2 separate regions of the Triticum aestivum genome follow, and region 1 is linked to region 2. Evidence: chromatin contacts called from public Hi-C data. All regions are on one chromosome and are shown on one strand. Each heading gives the region's core, a stretch centred on a gene start, on an enhancer-like site or on the middle of the called end of the contact. The rest is flanking DNA. Distances are from core to core; before and after follow the strand shown. Region 1 holds the start of LOC123095868 (serine/threonine-protein kinase GRIK1). Region 2 holds the start of LOC123095865 (coatomer subunit alpha-3).

What was found. Hi-C and Micro-C count contacts between places; a contact is called where the count stands out from the background.
Region 1: a Hi-C map of leaf shows a contact between it and region 2, with 7 times the contacts expected there. The contact joins the promoter of LOC123095868 here to the promoter of LOC123095865 in region 2. A contact is called at or near these places in 2 of 5 Hi-C or Micro-C datasets (both in leaf).

Annotation. Positions count from the first base shown.
Region 1 is chr4D:22,125,547-22,131,989 of IWGSC CS RefSeq v2.1, forward strand. LOC123095868 (serine/threonine-protein kinase GRIK1) reads left to right here and starts at 4,220. Exons shown (of 12, transcript XM_044517440.1): 1 at 4,220-4,479; 2 at 4,671-5,086; 3 at 6,197-6,271; 4 at 6,354-6,398. The coding sequence starts at 4,697.
Region 2 is chr4D:21,957,890-21,964,347 of IWGSC CS RefSeq v2.1, forward strand. It overlaps LOC123095865 (coatomer subunit alpha-3), which reads left to right and starts at 3,434. Exons shown (of 3, transcript XM_044517436.1): 1 at 3,434-3,746; 2 at 4,367-4,861; 3 at 5,385-6,458. The coding sequence starts at 3,539.

The DNA.
Region 1 (6,443 bases), core at 2,970-5,469, 170 kb after region 2:
AGGTCGGGTTTTGGAACCTGAGGGACCTTATAAGGCCTGAACTATCCGGAGTTGTGGGACTGCAAAAATGGCAAAGTTCTCAATGTTTCGTGTGCCGAGCACTTCTCTCAACGTCTCTTGTGTAGGATGTAGGTCACACTCCTACAAGGAGTTTGAGCCTCATTTTTTAAAATACCATGTCACCTAGTCGGTGTATGCCGACTTTCGCTATAAGGCCATCATACAAATCCCTACTAAAATTTTCTCTAACCACACTGCTAAGGATGACCCTTATCGAAAGTTGTTTCTATAACAACAACACAAACCAATTTCTTAAACATAATGAATATTCTATCTATAAATTATAAAAACAGTTATAAAAAATTATAGACGAATGGAATATTTTACATAATACTTCCACCATAGTAGACCATGGCTTTCAGCCTTCCACCACCAGATAAATATTCTCTCATAACATATTCTCACACTGTAGTCCAGAGGTTGGTGCAAACGAGATCAATAAGGGAAGAAAACTAGAGGATTAATGCAAATTGAATAGAAGTGTGGAGAACATGGTTGTTGTTTGAGTCGCCCTTTCATCGATATTACCAGTCGGTTGGATAGAAAATGCTTAGTAGGCAAACAATTCCGGTATAAGAACATCTCCAACAGATGATGTATAATAAGGCAACCAAAAAAAGTTTTAGGGCACCATTTTTTTGCCGCAACAGATGATGTAAAATATGACACCAAAAAAATTTATGTCGTAGTAGATGATGTAAAATAGGGCACCAACTATGTTTCTCTTTTCCACAACTGCATGCATATTGAAACAAAAAAAGTTATGGATACAATTTAAACTTCGCAAGATCACCGCACACATATCAACAAAATATTAATTTTCTTTAAATCCACACATCAGATTCGAATTCAGAGCATAACATAGTGCAACACATACACAAATGAAAGCATAGTTCATACAAACACACCACAATCATAGAACAATGCATAGCCACTGAAATTTCATTGCCTCCACTGAATTAGCTAGAGTTGCATGATCTTCAAGATTTGATGCCTCTTCATTAGCACCATTGGCACCCACGCCACCTCCCATGCCTCTTCCCATGGTACCACCCATGGCACACATGTCTCCTCCCATTCCACCCGTAAATCCTCCCATGTCGCTTCCCATGCCTCTTCTAATGGAATCACCCATGGGACCCATGCCTCCTCCCATGCCGCCACCCATGTCACCCAGGCCTTCTCCCATGAATCCTCTCGCCACGGCCATTGAACTAATATCCAACACTTGGTAGCGACAAATATTAATGTATGTTTTTTTGCTTATCATCAAGACCACATGTGTCCATGAACATTAACTTCTGCTCTTGTTCCATTGCTTGGATTCTTTCTTCCATGGCCACCTTCCTCTCCTCCTCTGCCACTTTCCTATCCTCGGCCACAACCTTTAACTCCTCGGTCGTCGCCAACCTCTCCTTGGTCGTTGCCTTCTGCTGCTCGGCCGTTATCCTCTCCTCCATTTCTTTTATCTTCATAAATTTTCTTTCTTCGGATGTGATAGCCTAACTTAATAGGGATGATAGACTACTCATAGCAATGAGGAATTCCTTCTTTTCCTGGAGCCCATTCGGAAAGAACTCCAAAGTTATGCGTGCTCAACTTGGAGCAATTTCAGGATGGGTGACCGGCTGGGAAGTTGGTCCTAGGTGCGCATGAGTGAGGACAATATGCGTAGGAAAGACTAGTGTTGATCTGTGGGGCTAGTATAGATCTTGTCAGGAGTAACAGCCAATAAACGGCGGGCGTGTCCGGGGCGTTACAAGTTGGTATAAGAGCCGACCCTCGCGGATACACGGATATTTGCGACTCAGGCGCGCAGTCACATTGTGCATGACGTTTGTGGCCCGTCGTGGCACACGACATGGCACATATGCCTGACTGGACACAAAGACGTGTGCCAAGAGGGAACATTCTTGTGGGCCTACGAGGATGTTGGTTCCTTTGAGTGGGGGTGTATGTGATAGCCTGGCCTAATAAGGATGATAGACTACTCATGTCAATAATGAATTCCTTCTTTTGGGCACCCCATTCAGAAATAACTCCAAACTTAAGTGTGCTCACCTTGGAGTTCAGAATGGGTGACCAACTGGGAAGTTGGTCCCAGGTGTGCATGAGTGAGGACAATGTGTGCAGGAAAGATTAGTGTTGATCTTTGAGGCTAGTCTAGATCCCGACAACAGTAACGACCAGTAACCGATGTGTGTGTCCAGGGCGGTACATCAGACATGTCTTCTCTTGCATTCATGATGGCGTCCAATGATTCCTTCACATCATTGTCTTCGGCTTTCATGCCCTTTTCTTTGCCATTATTTCTTCCATTGGGCATTCTTGTAGGAGCAACCGAGTTGGGAGTGGGGTTTCTTTTTTCCTTCTTTGCAACTTGATGCATCATCATCATCACCACACCACCAACCATTGTTGCATTTCCAACCAAGCTCTTAGAGTTCTTCCTATGAGCTTCATATGCCTCTCAGTTCTTCCACTTCTCATTTTCAAGATCCTTCCAACAATGATGCAAGGTGAATGTTTTGCCTTTCTTTCTTTTCGCCCTTTTCCTTTGAACAAAGCATGAGCAATGTTGGCCTAAATAGCACAATTAACAAAACAAGATAGCCACCAATACATATGAGAGGTAATGAGATAAAGAAAATAATTGATTAATTTGAGCAAACAATCACCTTGTCTCTGTCAATTGTGGCACGTGGGATCTAACATAAGCGACCAAGGGGAGGGCTCTCTCACCGTAAAAACTGGGAGCCTTACATCTTGGAAGGCATACATGTAACCCTCAACTCCAACAATGCATCTACCTATGTATTTGTCCTCTTCTTGTTACACGGTTAAGAGAGCAGGATGCATTTGACACTTGGTTATTATGTTGATAGAATCATGCATGGAAGTCATCTAGGCATGGCCCCCTTTATATGCCCAATTTGAAAATAATGTGTAAGAGATTTTTTATCTAAAATTTCTATACGAAGATCATCATCCATTTGCTTCGTCTGGTGCATGACAATGTCATTGGTGAAGATGATGGCGGCCGGAGGGATCATCGGTGTTTTCAGCCTGGAAGGATCGTCAGAGAAGAGGGTGTCGATGCCAAGTTCTATATAGTGGCAAGCTCTATATCAGACCCGACCACATCGTACATCAAGATGGGTGATTTTTTCGAGGTTTTCTGTAGGGAGTCTTCGTGTTAGATTTGGGGCGGCAAAGCAGTGGCGTTGCCCCAGGGTAGGAATAATGTTCTCCTTGCTGTATCCCGGTTCCGTTGGTGCGCCTTTCGTTGAAGGAGAGGGCCCTGGAGCCGTGTCTCCGGCGGGTCTTTCGGGATTCGTTCAATTTAGATTTTCATGGATCCGTATGGATTTAGACTGTTTTTGTGGTCTTCAGAGTTTCTACATGTCTGATCAACGTTTCTGTCTCCAAGGTGGCGGTTTGCTTTGCGTGTCGTAGCCGCCGACGCCTCATGGTCTGTATCGACGATTTCTCAGCCGTTGCTTCTACAAGCTCTTGGTTTTCAAAAAGTTTACTCAGCCAAGGCGGAGGCCTAGAGGCAGCATCAAGCTATGCTCACAACACGCCTTCCGTGGATGCCGAGGAAGAAGATTTCGATACCCCCATGAATTTGTATATTTTTCTTTTTTTTGTGTGTGTAAGGAGTAGTATGACATTAGGCCTTTTCTAAAAAAATATTGCAGTAGATTGTAGTATAGAACAATTCCCCCAAATGGAGTAGAAGTAGATAGAATAAATTAAAGCACAACACTGTCCAACAATCACAAGCTGAACGCGAACCAACCTGTGGTTGGATGGTTAGAGGGATTGTGATATCCTCAACCCATCAGGGTTCAAATCCTGGTGCTCGCATTTATTCCTGGATTTATTTCAGGATTTCCGGCGATGCGCATTCAGTGGGAGGAGACGTTCCCGTCGAAGACGAGGCGCCTACGGTGACTTCGTAAATCTCAAGATGAGGTGCCGGCTCAGTCTTTCAGAGGTGCTCATAGGGGTAGGGTGTGCGTGTGTGCGTTCATAGGATATGAGCGCTTGTGTCTGTACTGATGCTAAAAAAAAATCGCAAGCTGAACCTGTCAAAAATACAGATCGAGAAAGAGAAAAAGGCGCCTCACGTGTCAGGTCGCAGTCGTCTCCTCTCCTCTGTACCCCACCTCGCCGTCTCCACCGTGCTCCTCCCACCCCGCCGCCCCCCTTGCGACCACCAACGTGCCGCCCCGTGCTCCTCCCGACGCGCTTCCCCCCACCCTGCTGCCCCGCCCCAACCCACCCACCATCCAACTCTCCACGTCCCCTCCGCCGCCCTCCTCAACAACAACCTCAATTGCGGCACGACGGTGATCCAGCGGCGACGGCGTGCTCGAGCGGCGACTGCGACGACGGCATCGGAAGACACGCGTGGTACGCTGCTCCTGTCCTGCGCCTTTAGCGAATCGAACAGCGAATCAGGGGAGCGAACTCGAGCCGCGATCCAGATCGATCGGTCGGGATCGGGGAGGGGGGTTCGACGAGGGCCTGCCAAATCCGGTCACTACGAACCGAAGCTGATCCCTTCACTGACGCGTTCTCCTTCTCCTGTTTTGTTCGTCCAGGATTTCTGGTGCGCGGCTCCTTCTGAATGGCAGACCTCACGGACATGGGCTGCTGCAGCTGTTTCAGTTTCCTAAGGAAGCCCAGCGTGAAGGTAGGTCGGCCTCGGGACACTGATGGCATGTTGTCCAAAGATTTGTTGAAGCGCCAGACTAGTGAAGATTTCGATGGGAGCTTCTACACTGGAGATGATCCTGACCTAAGCTTTTACAATGGGGATGGCATTGATAGAAGCTTCTTTAATGGTGATGATCCTGATAGAAGTTTCTATGAAAGAGATGGTACTGATTATAATCATGAAAGTGACGATGAGCCCCCACGGAAGAGGTCTGAAGATATTATTCTGACAAGGGCTCAAAGTGGCTTTGCATGTAGAGAAAGCCTGGTTAAGGAGACTAAAAAAGTTGTTCGCTCAGAGGTACCGCCTTGTTAGACATCAATTTCTACCAGTATCTTTCTACTCGCGTCCATCGAAAACATTCTGTCTAGGCAACACTTTAAAAGTGTATGCACGAGCCAGTTCAATTTCTATTAAGGAATCGTGTCGTATAAGGCAACTGAATTTCATTCAAAATTATCGTTAAGTTTATCTTGTTGAGAAGTAGAAGTACTCTCTCTTTCCTTTTACTTGCGATTTGCTTCGCTTTCAGAATTAATGAGTTATTATGCCTGTTTTTGCTCGTCACTTCATGATTGTGTTGATTATTTGTCTGACGATGTTAAGATTATAAATGGACTCTTATATTGCTTTCCTATATGAAGAACCAAAACCAGTTACAGGAGTTACCCTAAGAATTTTCAAAAATCTTTGGAAAACGAAGATGCATCTTCCTCTGTTACCTAAAATGTAGATACATATTATGTTTGCATTTATTTTTGTATTTATACATCTTATAGTGTTGCATGGTCCATAATTATGGAGACCAGATTCTGTTAGCAGTTTTACTATAAAACATGCAAAGATGGCCAGTTCAGGTGATTGGATCATTTATGCAAATTGCCTCGATTGAACTGAATTAAACTTGGTTAAACTGGCCATGGCCCTCGAGTAAATTGATCATGTTGGACTTTGTTAAAGTCCACCACACGCAAAGTTTAATCGAACGCCACTGTGAGGGCCAATAGTTTTAACTGTCATCTGCTAGTACAAAACAACACACCTAATACACTGTCTGGCTATGGTTCTTATTTTCTTTATTTTTGGAATGGCTAGCCATTAATCCTCTTATTGATAACGATTGATATAATTGACCTAGTTTTAGCACCAATGTGTTCTAAGCAAGCAAAAGTAATACTACATGTGCTCCGCTGGAACTAATCTGTAGCATTCATGTAAAACATATACTCTATTATTTTAAACTCAGTGTATTTGGTGATCACTGTTCTGACGGGTGATCTAAGACTGTGACCAAGTTTTTTTTTGCTATGCCATGGCCGTTGCATGTCTAGTGAAGAGTCGAGGAGCTGCGCGAGAGCATTTACCTTTTGCACTGAGCTGTATAATAACTTTCTCCTTTGGCATGTTTAGGACGATCTTGGCAATAAGATGATCAATCAGTATGTTCACCTGGGCAAGATCGGTGCTGGAAGCTATGGCAAAGTGGTAAGACCGCTTAAATGTGCTATTAATGAACTTCACTGAGTAGCTAGCTGATTCCTTTCCATTTCTCTTTGCTTCTAAAAAGGTTCTATACCGAAACATTGAAGATGGGAAGTTATATGCAGTGAAGGTAATGCTTTCCACTGTTCTCTGGTGTTGGCAACACAAGTGCCTT
Region 2 (6,458 bases), core at 2,184-4,683:
ACGGCAGGAGCAACTACTCTCATTCGATTTGGCAAAACGGGATATGAGGTTTTCACCCAAGGGACAAAGATGTCGTAGCGAAGTTGCGGAACCTACGAGCATGTAGTATGAATTTTTGTAGTTTCACAATTCTAAGAAGCACGACCAAGATTTAGCAAAAACACGATGTAGATATCTTAGATGTTGGTCTAGAAAGTGTAAGATGGGTGGAAGTCCATATTCAGAATAAAACCATGGTCGGCATGGATCAAACCCCATGTCAACCACTCATTTTTTTTTCCTGATAAACTTGTGCCCTCCGTAGAGGGCCAGTCCTATTTGGCGCCTAGGCCGCGCGTACCACTTACGTGTGTATGTCCTCTGTATGGACTTGCCCATGTTGGTTTTTCCCACTGGTATTGTTTATTTTTCTGAACCGGCCCTGAACTGGTTTTGCCTTTCTTTATTCTTCTGGCCTTTTCTTTCTTTTATCTTTTTACATTTTATTTTTATTTTTCGTGCGTTTGTTTTTATTTTCTTTTTTTCATCTTTATTTTCTTTTTCATTTTCCTTCTCTTTTTTTAACTTTTTTCGTTTTGCAAACATCTTTCAAACTCGTGAACATTTTTTTAAATCATACTTTTTTAAGAAATCATGAAAATTTTCGAATTTATAATTTATTTTGAAATCATGAACATTTTTTAAATTCGTAAGAATTTTTTGAAGTCGTGAACAATTTTTCGATTTGCAATCCTTTTTAAAAAATTCAGGATATTTTTTAAATTGTGAACATTTTTTAACTCATGAACATTTTTCGACTTCACAAACTTTTTGTAAATCCACAAACACTTTTTTGTTTTTAGTACAACATTTTCTGAAATTCATAAATATTTCAAATTCATGAACATTTTTGCAAATGCATGCAAATTTATTATTTTTTGATTTATTTATCAAATCATGAACAGTTTTTCAATACGTGGTATGGTTTTAGAAATTCGCAAACATTTTTTCAACTCATGAATATTTTTTGAATCAACGAACTTTTTTGAATTTCAGACATTTGTTCAAATCCACAAGCATTTTTTGAATGCGCAAACATTTTCCGAAATCATGAACTTATTTGATTTCCTAAACCCTTTTTTTCAAAATCATGATTTTTTTATATGCGATCATTTTTTGAATTTGCAAAAAAATTATGATTTCTTGGTTAATTTTTTCTCAAAATTCACAATTTTCTAGAAAATTGGATTTTCTTGAGATCCCGAATTATTTTAAAGAAGACAAAAAACAAAAAAAGGACAAAAAAGTAGAGAAAAATAAAGGGGGTCCCGTCCCGCTCATGGGTCGCACGCAGGTCCCTCCATAGAGGGCCACCCCACTCGTTATATTGGAAAGGCCTAATTGCGAACTAGGCCAAAACCCAAAAGATTACAAGATCAACACTGCACATTACAGGCAAAGGAAAACATAAAAAAATGAATTACAACTTTGCCATCAAGAACCAGGTGTAAACAACTATAGCAAGAAAATGACACGTCGACCTCCAGGCTGCGTGAAGGCGGACACATGCTGCTGAGTCTGGTTGTCTGCCGACCAAGGGGTTGACTGCCGACACTGACAAACAGAAGCCCGAGGTCGTCACCGGCAAAGATGAAGAGCAAAAACACTATTAACCTATTAGCAAATCCTTCCCCACAAGGTTTGGAGGGAGAGAACGAGCTTGGCGTCAAACCAGCTTGCTTCAACTTCCAGACGACCTACTCCAAAACCTAATCGAAAGCACCGAGTGAGGACAAAGCGGATAATGAAGATAAGAGGGAACAACACCTGCCGAGAAGGGACCAACATGATGCATGCATTTTTATTAGAACAATTAGACCTAGGATAGAGGAAGAATGACCGACATAGATTTCTCCTTCCTACGCCAACAACAATCCAAGGGGGGGGGGGAGGGGATCAACTCTCCGCCTCTCTCCCCAGCGCACTCTCATTTCCTTCCCCGTCAGCCCCTCCCCTTCCCGGCACTCGCCAACGACGAACAGTGCAAGGGGCCCTTTTCCCCTTTAATTTAGTAGTTCCTTATCAGTCATGTTGGAATAAGCACCAATACAAATACCATATGGTGCTTTTATGTGAATTTGTATCGATGTTATTTCCAATACAAATTCCATTCCGCACGAGAACCAATCCATAGCTGGATGTTTAGGAGGGTACATGTACTCCGAGCCAACGAGCGATATAATCATAGCTTTTGCCATCCTATTGTTCGATCAAAGCATAATGTTTCCAATATGAGGTGGTCTTTTCGATGATATCGAGATGCTAGTGGCGATATCGATCAATCTTAAAGCTCCCGCGACTGCAGTCTTTGGAGGACATTGTACAAAGTGTTTGCGTGTGACAATGGATGCGTAGATGCGAGAGTACATGCTGTACTCAATATTTTATATAAAAGATACTACCATCTAGTCTAGAAAAAAAAGCAAAGATACTTCATTTCCGGCATGGGCACCATCCTCGACCTCGGCACATGCACTTTATAGTTATCTAAAGGGTTTTTATCATTTATACCATTAGTTGTATCTCACTACTCATTTTGCCGTTAGAAATTACTACCAGTAGAAAATGCCATCGTTTCCTGAGATGCTTGCTTAAAAATGTCGTTAGATATCTAAAAAATGCCATCGTTCCATTAGATGTTTGCTCAGAAATGCCATTAGACATCGTTATTTTCAGGTCAAACTCGTTGACCATATTATATGACGAAAATACCCCTATACCCACTTGTCAGCTCTCTCTATCTCACAATGATAAATGTGGACCCCACTTGTCAGGAGTAAGCAAGCGAATAATTTTAGAGAAAATAAGAATGCTACTGGGATCAAGTGGGACCCACACTTTATTGTAATGAGATAGAGGGAGAGCTAACATGTTGTTCTATAGGTATTTTAGTCATTATGACATGACAAACGGAATTTGAGCTGACAATAATGGTGTTCAGTGGCATTTTTTAGCATGCGCCTAACGAAGCGATGGCATTTTTGAGCAGTTGGAATTCCTAGTGGCAAAACCGAGTAGTGAAACACAGCCAGTGACATAAATGATAAAAAATCTTATCTAAAACGTCTTACATTTGTTTACAGAGGGAAAATTTGCTAAGAGGTAAGCACTTATCTAAGCATGAAATTTATAATTCGTACTCTACCAAAAATTGGTCATAGCCAAACCGCTTATCTTAGCATTGCGGCAAGCGAACGACGCGTCACTGACAACCCGGGCGCACCATTTCCGACGGCTCAGATCGCCCTCCCCGAGAATCCAACGGCGGCGCCGCCTCTCACCACCTCAGCAGCGTCGGAAACCCATATCTCCTCTTGCCCGAGATCTAAAGCACCTTCCTCCTCCCCACCCATCGGCCATTCCCTCCCTCCCTACCCCTCCCCTCCGCCCCAGATCCACCGACCCCCCCCCCCCCCCTCCCCGCTCCTCTCCGCGGCCAGGGCCAGGGGCCGCCGCCGCCGTCGCCGGGGACGACGCGCCGCCGGCGGGGGAACGGAAGATGCTGACCAAGTTCGAGACCAAGAGCAACCGGGTCAAGGGCCTGAGCTTCCACCCGCGGCGGCCATGGATCCTCGCCAGCCTCCACAGCGGCGTGATCCAGATGTGGGACTACCGCATGGGCACCCTCCTCGACCGCTTCGACGAGCACGACGGCCCCGTCCGCGGCGTCCACTTCCACGCCACCCAGCCCCTCTTCGTCTCCGGAGGTACTGCCCTCCCCTGCCCCGCCCTGCTAGATCCCGCTCGGCTCGATCGGTTCGGACGTGATTTGCCATTTGCGGATCGATACAGAGCTGCGCGCTGCGGCCCCGAGCCTTACCTTTGGATTGGAGGCTCTGCGCGCGAGTTTCGAGGCCGTTAGATGTCTGTGTGATCCGTCGACGCTGCCATTAGATCGCGCTTGATGCGTGCCGGTGGTTGTTAAGGATCATAAGTTGGTAGGATGGGTTGGTCGGATCTACTGCTTACTTTATGATCTTTGCTGTTTCTAGAATTGTTACTGGGAGCCTCAGGTGCCATTTGGTTTTAATTAGTGACTGATATCACCGTAGTTTTTTCACCAGTTGAACGTGAATGTAGAGTAGGTGGTATAATAATCCAATGCATGCTCATTAGCATTCACAAAACCATGATGGGATTGTGTGGCTGATGACACTGGGGTGCACTCTGGTTGGTCTGGTTCATGTTTTAGTTACTAGCTTAACAGTGAGTCAATGCTTGAACACTGAGTGAATGTAGAAATAGAATAGGTGGTAAAATAATCCAATGCATGCTCATTAACATTCACAAAGCTTGAACTTCCTTTTTTGGTTGTGATGCAATGCAGGTGACGATTACAAGATCAAGGTGTGGAATTACAAGACACACCGCTGCTTGTTTACGCTTACTGGGCATCTCGACTACATTCGTACTGTGCAATTCCACCATGAGTACCCATGGATTGTAAGTGCCAGTGATGACCAGACAATCCGGATCTGGAACTGGCAGTCACGTACTTGTGTGGCTGTGCTTACCGGGCATAATCACTATGTTATGTGCGCGTCCTTCCACCCCAAGGAGGACCTGGTTGTGTCAGCATCGCTAGATCAGACTGTCCGTGTTTGGGATATTGGTGCCCTGAGGAAGAAGACGGTGTCACCTGCAGATGACATCCTGCGTCTCACTCAGATGAACACTGATCTGTTTGGGGGTGTCGATGCGGTTGTGAAGTATGTCTTGGAAGGCCATGACCGTGGTGTCAACTGGGCATCATTTCACCCCACATTGCCACTCATTGTTTCTGGGGCAGATGACCGGCAAGTGAAGCTGTGGAGAATGAATGGTAACAGTGCAATCACTTCTTTAACTATTTATGTCTGGTTTATTTTATTTCGTTGTATGAAAACAATAATTACATATTTATGTACGCATCATTTCATTATTTTGTATGACAGTTTGAAACAATGCTTCTGAATTAGTCATTTTATTTTGAATCCTTTTGATTCTGTTTAAGTGATATTACTTGTACAGAACCTTTTACTGTTTACTCCTCAGTCTATCACAAGTAATATCAACTAAATTGTCAGTGGTCATCAAAACTAGCTGAACGCAAGAAACATGTTTCGTAATTGTCAAATTACTTTTTTGTTAATTCTGAGTGATCACATGTATATAACCATTTAATATCCAGTAAAACACTCTGCATATTAGTAGGACTGAACAAATTATAAACAAATTATCAAATTACCCTTGTTTGTTCAACATGAGAAATGTCAATTGAAGGTCTAGTCTAGCACTAATTATTTTTTTGCTGAGTATTGGTTGGATTGAACAAACAATAAAATAAATTTGATATTTTTTGACAGATACCAAGGCTTGGGAAGTTGATACTTTGAGGGGGCACATGAATAATGTGTCGTGTGTGATGTTCCATGCGAAGCAAGACATCATTGTGTCCAACTCAGAGGACAAAAGCATTCGCATTTGGGATGCCACAAAGCGAACTGGTATTCAGACATTTAGGCGGGAACATGACCGTTTCTGGATCCTTGCTGCCCACCCTGAAATGAATCTTCTTGCTGCTGGTCATGACAGTGGCATGATTGTGTTTAAATTAGAGAGGGAACGCCCAGCTTTCAGCGTGAGTGCTGATACTGTGTTCTATGTGAAGGACAGATTCCTCCGGTTCTTTGAGTACTCCACCCAGAAGGAAGTTCAGGTGGCTCCAATAAGAAGACCAGGATCCGTCAGCTTGAACCAGGCACCCAGGACACTATCTTATAGTCCAACTGAAAATGCTGTGTTGATCTGCTCTGATGTGGACGGGGGCTCATATGATCTGTACATTGTTCCTAAAGATTCTGCTGGCAGGGCTGATTATTTGCAAGAGGCAAAGAAGGGAGCTGGTGGCTCGGCTGTTTTTGTGGCACGGAATAGGTTTGCTGTCCTTGAGAAGAGTAGCAATCAAGTTTTGGTGAAGAATCTTAAGAATGAAATTGTGAAGAAGAGTCCTCTTCCTATTGCGACTGATGCAATTTATTATGCTGGGACTGGTAATTTGTTGTGCAAAGCTGAAGATCGTGTGACCATCTTTGATCTACAACAAAGGCTAGTTCTTGGTGAACTCCAGTCAGCTGGTGTTAAATATGTAGTTTGGTCCAGTGACATGGAGTATGTTGCACTGCTGAGCAAGCATGCAGTAGTTATAGCTAGCAAGAAGCTTGTCCATCGCTCTACACTGCATGAAACCATTCGTGTGAAAAGTGGTGCCTGGGATGAGAACGGTGTTTTTATTTACTCTACTTTGAACCATATCAAATACTGTCTTCCCAATGGAGATAGTGGGATCATAAAGACCCTTGATGTCCCTGTTTACATAACAAGGGTTATTGGGAACAACATTTTCTGTCTTGATCGTGATGGAAAGAACAAGCTGATAA